Regions from separate parts of the Cyprinus carpio genome. Here region 1 is linked to region 2. Evidence: chromatin contacts called from public Hi-C data. All regions are on one chromosome and are shown on one strand. Each heading gives the region's core, a stretch centred on a gene start, on an enhancer-like site or on the middle of the called end of the contact. The rest is flanking DNA. Distances are from core to core; before and after follow the strand shown. Region 1 overlaps LOC109093359 (zinc finger homeobox protein 3-like). Region 2 overlaps LOC109093359 (zinc finger homeobox protein 3-like).

The links. A called contact is a pair of places that touch in the nucleus more often than the background predicts.
Region 1: a contact with region 2 is called in a Hi-C map of skeletal muscle, with 3 times the contacts expected there. The contact joins two enhancer-like sites. A contact is called at or near these places in 3 of 8 Hi-C or Micro-C datasets (liver and skeletal muscle).

Annotation. Positions count from the first base shown.
Region 1 is chrA7:38,823,553-38,826,252 of ASM1834038v1, reverse strand. The region is part of intron 4 of LOC109093359 (zinc finger homeobox protein 3-like); the gene reads left to right. Among protein-coding and RNA genes, the nearest start is that of LOC109093359, 110 kb to the left of the region's middle. Within about 2 kb of position 1,327, at least 3 of the 8 cell types and tissues checked have an H3K27ac peak or open chromatin away from gene starts, as enhancers often do. A contact at or near this core is called in skeletal muscle, where this site is marked.
Region 2 is chrA7:38,740,945-38,743,644 of ASM1834038v1, reverse strand. All of the region lies in intron 7 of LOC109093359 (zinc finger homeobox protein 3-like), which reads left to right. Among protein-coding and RNA genes, the nearest start is that of LOC122145693, 190 kb to the right of the region's middle. Within about 2 kb of position 1,329, at least 1 of the 8 cell types and tissues checked has an H3K27ac peak or open chromatin away from gene starts, as enhancers often do. A contact at or near this core is called in skeletal muscle, where this site is marked.

The DNA.
Region 1 (2,700 bases), core at 78-2,577, 83 kb before region 2:
GCCCATCGATACTTTTTAGTGTCCCCTCTAGTGTGGATTTCTCCGCCCTTTGCTGTGCATTTCAGTTCCTCTACTTTTTCGCTCCTGTCACTTTCACCGTCTTTTCCCGTAGTATTTTTTTTTTTTTTCACACTCCAAGCGACGTTAAAGTTGTTCTTTGCTGCTTCCCGGCTGGAGTCACATGCAAATCGATATGCATGTGTGTGTGAAGTGTGTGTGAGTGTTTAGGGGAGTGTGTTTGGTATAGAGACGGAGCCCCGGGTCTCAGGAGCGGTTCAGCCGGAGCTCACAGAGCCCGAGGAGCCGCTCGACACACACAGCGAGTACGGCGAATGACTTAAAACGAGAAACCCACGCGTACGGCGTGAATTTGAGAATCTAAAAACCAAAACAATGGATTGAAATGTCATTTCGACAGCAAAGACTATGATAATGAAATCAGAATTAGGCTACGTTTTACAACTTGCGTACGTTCTCCTGAGGGAGAAAAATAGGACGAAAAAGTGTTTTCAAATTATTAACAAATTCGCGTCGCTTAGTTTGAACTAGCTTCAACTATTTAATTGCCCCACAAATATACGAGGGGCTCGAATTTTAATAAAGCCAAAACTTAATGAAGACCACAGGTGTAGCATGATTTAAAAAAAAAAAAAAAAAAGGAAATTGGCCTTAAAAAGTAGCGTGAACGAAGAGCTATTGAAAGATAGTCCTTCCAAGGTAAACGGACAAGAACAAACGGAAATGTGGATCCATAACAATGATACAATGTAGCCCACAGTGAGATAGATAAAGGAGAAAACAGAAGAGATGCAATGGAAGGACAGACAGACCCAGAGCTGACTGACTGTTTGCTAGCTGCTCATGGATGTGCAGGGTTGGGGAAGAAAGAGAGGGGGAGGTTGAGAGACTTAGGGTCAGACGGCAAGAAACAAGGGAGCAGGGGTCACCGAGTGAGTGGAGGAAAGATAAAAAAGAAAGAGAAGGGAAAAACCCAACATTACAGAGCCAGCGAAGAGTGGGAAAGCAGTGGGGTGGGTTATGTTGTGGGGTCACACAAACAATACATCGAGATTGTTGGGGTTAGCAGGACTATAAAAACGTACCTCAAGTTTGATCAACAAAAGAGCAGTCGGAATGACAGCGTGTTTGATTTTGCACTAGGAAAAAAGTCCTTAGTTTGAAGTAATGAATTATCATTATTATTATTTTTATTTATTTATTTGTTTGTTGGATAAAGAGAGAGAGAGAGGGAGAATACTCATAAAGGAAGGCATGCATGCAAAGAGAGTTGAGAGGATAGACGGGGTCAGATAGCCATAGGCCATGTCGAAGGAATCAGGGAAGAGGTCAGAAAAACACAAATCCCAAGACCTTTTTATCCTTCCCGACGTGTCGTAACAAGAGGAACCAGAAGCTAACGTAGTGACGACACACACTTGTTTAGGTTAAGACACTGCAGTGTCTAGAAAGCGTGGGATTTTGCATTTAATTTTTTTATTTAATATATATTCTGCCGAAATCTGTGTGTTTGTGTGTGTGTGTGTGTGTGTGTGTGTGTGTGAGGGGGAATGGGCAGGCAGAAGCATTATGTGTTTTCATTATTATATTTCAATCTTTTTCCTTTTCTTAACCGCTTAGAGGAGAGCATAGTGGGCAACCTAGCTTCTGTTTTTAGGAGAGGGAGGGAGGGAGGAGAAGGACAGATAAGTCAGGGGTTTAATGTCTCTCGGCTCCCTAGTAGAGGGGTGGCAATAATTACAAGCGTCACACAAAAAGGATATATAGTATAATTCAGATGCTGTGCGTGGACTCTCTCTCTCTCTTTCTCTCTCTCACTCGCTCGCTCCAGCTCAATCTTATCCTTTCCCTTCTTCTCTCTCTCTCTTTCTCTCTGTGCTCTGGCTTTTACCATCACAAAACAAAGACAGCAGGCAAGGTCTTTGCCATCTCACTCACTCTTCAAAAACTCATGGATAGGCTATTCAGGGCTAATCCTTTTGCGGACAATGATTTTGATGGCAGTTGACTCATTTCTAGGAAGTCATATTGTTTCAGTATTTGTTGTCTGTCTTGCCTTTTGTGTTTCGCCTGGTCATAAAACACTTAAACGTAGCGTTTAGTAACTCTCGTCCAAATTCAAGCAGTGTAAAAACTATGTTGCGTTGTGTGTATGTACTTAACTCAGAGAAAACACTGTCTTATTATAGGCTCTGAACAGATTTGTGTGCTTATTGGGCTGCTGTAAGGATTTTCGCTGTTACAGAAAATGTCTGACTGAGTTGTGCATTTGTTTGCGTTGTGGTTTGGCTGAACGTTTGCATTGTCCCAGTTCTTTCAGGATTTTCTCAAGCCTACAGAAAGACACAGACAGGCGCTGTAGTCCGTTTATTTGTACCTGATTTGAAATAAAAGGACAAACTTCTCACAGTTTCAGAGATAAATAAGAACACAGACTAGAGTGTAATGATTGATTTTTCACTTTAGCTTATTCACACGTGTTTCAGATTTTTGTACATTTAATTTACCTCTAAGTTTAGATATATGGACACTGTTGGATGATATAATGTTTATAATTTGCTTTGAAAAAGTGATTTTAATTGATGTAATTTTCTTATTTAATATAATTATATTTAACTGTAGTAAAATCAACTAACATGTATTACTATATTATTACAATTATTGTTATTATTATTTCTGTTG
Region 2 (2,700 bases), core at 80-2,579:
CTATGGACATGAATTATACCTCAAATCATGTAGCTTGTTGAGAACAGTTGTGATTTGAAGCAATTAAAAGATGTAGTTTTCAATTGGTCTAGAGTTCCATGCGTTAATATGCAGAATGTCACTTGAACTAGGATATGCGACTGCAACCTACAACTCAAATTGTTTTGCCAAACAAATAGTGTGGAAGTTTATGAATTAAGAGCCTCCAGTAATGTACATTAACCAACAGATACAGCACTTTAATAGTTCCCAAATTAAGGCTGCACAGCCACCCCTGAGGGAGGTCTTTCGCATCTCTCTGTAGAACTGTCACATTCCATTTTCTGGTCATTTGTTAACAATATCAATGAGGATCATTTTAAAAAAAGATCCATACCACTAATTCAGAGAAAGTGTGCCATAGCAGATGCTGTTGATGAAAACAATTGATTGTGGAAATATTGATTAGCTTTATTTTCAGTTCTGATCCATATGGTGTTATGATATTGTTTTCTCTCAGAACTAACCAAGTTCAGGCTTGATTAAAATAGCCAATCACCCGTGAATACATGCTAGCTAAGCATTATTAGACCCATAACGAACACAATACAAGGCATTCAGATATGACATTATATACAATATACACAATATATGCACAAATACATACAAATCTGTGTGGTGGTGGTGTCTGGACACAAATGCAGTTGGTGTAGTCTGGGTTTCTGTGCCAAAATTTTTTATTTTGTTTTTTTTTTTTGCCCTCTGATACGCCTACAGAGAGGCAAGGCGGCAGAGTTTCCCATCCAATTAGAGCAGTGCGTGGATAAAAGGCAGGCATTGTTTTAATTCCTGCCCCCGCGTTGAAAATGTCCTGCTTGAGCATGCCATTCTCTCGCTGGATGTCCATTTGTCATTCTTAACCCTTTCACTTGCCACAACACAAAGGAGCTCTCTGCAGGAAGGATTTCCCAATATTATAAAGCTCAGGCGCCCAAAACAACACGCACTAACACATGCTTGCACGGACACAGTCAGCTTCCCGATTATGAGTATGTGTGTGTCTGAGCTTGATGTGTGGGAAGAGACACTACAGCAGCAGATGACAGGTTTTATGAGTGATGTTCACCAGGGCATATAGCTGGATGACACATTGGGGTCTCTCATTTCAGAAGACTTAATGGACTGAAGTTTTTTTTTTTTTTTTTAACATTGCAGACTGACAGATACAGGAGAGAGAGAGAGTAAGAAAAAAGGTAAGTGGAACCGAAAGATGGTTAGTCTGCTTTTTGATGGCGCTACAGGCCTTTGGGTGGCATTGCTTACAGCCAGCCAGGAAGATTTGTGTGTGTTTGTAGGAGAGAGGAGAGAAAGCTGTTTTGGAGTGTGTACACATTGCACTGTGGATTAGCTGCTGATGTAAATCTTTTTCAGTCGCAGATGGCAGTGTCGTGATCGCTGAGCTATGACGTGCTGCAGGAAATCCCTGTCTGTAGCAGCGGCCTGCCTGGCTTCTCGTGCCAACTGCAGCCCTCCCCTCTCAGTGCCCAAAGCGGGGGAGGGAAGTGCACTCTAGACTCTGAACTAAACTTTGACTGATCCAAGAGTCAATGATATCAATGATAGGCTTTTTGTTGTTTTTGTTATTGTTGTTGTTGTTGTATCTAAATAATGAAATTCATATTTACAATGACTTGAACACACCTCTTCTCTGATGAGCATGTTTTTAATTTTTTAATTAAAATTTATTTTGATAGTTTTGAAGGCATAAAGTCAAAATGTCAAGGTGATAGTCCTGATATCAGAATGAAGATAAAAGGCCTGTTATTATAAAATCATTAAAAAAAAAAATGAATTATTATTTTTTTAAATAATAAATAATAATCTTCATTTCTGAAATATAATATAATATTTATATATAGATAAAATTTCATGTATATATTTTATATAATATGTATATAATATATAATATGTAAAATATATATAATTTTTTTTTTTTTTTTTTTTTTTTTTTTTTTATTGTTGACACTCTTATATGTCACTGTAGGTTTGCATTTTCCCTGTCTAGACAATGGGAAAAAGTATGATTTAAAAAAAAAAAACAAGGTCCCACTTTTCCCTGTTCCACCAAGCATTGCATATCTCTCCTCTCACTACAATTTTCCACAAGCCTCATGAATAGTATCAGCTACTATGCAAAAAATATATATTGCATGGACAGATTGATGCATTATTAAATCAAACGCTGGATGTTTGCTCGGCTCTTTGCTTTACTTACTAAATCCCTTGGACAGCGGACAGGATATGTCAAGTGAGAGGAGAGTTGAGCAGTGTTAAAAAGTCCTTACCTTTATTTTTACTGGACTGGAATGGTACCCTGATCTCAGAGAGATGGCTGGCTAGGGCTTTCCAGGGCAAGGCTCGTGTCAGGACCTGGGGCCCCGTATAGCCCTGCAGACAGCAGCCGCCCCATGAATGTCCTATCATTTTTACATGCTTGTTAAAATGCAAAGTAAACCTTCCGAGAAACAGGATATTATAACCGCTAACCATGACCCCCACATCCCAACCATGCCATGGTACATCTGAGTAAAGACAGGGCAACTCATGCAACAAATATCATTGAGGCTTCTTTTAATAAAGTCTGGTATTGTAGGGATGCTGCTAGAGATGATAAGAAGCAGTCCGATTGGCAAGGGCCTGGGGTCGGCTCCTCTTGGGCAT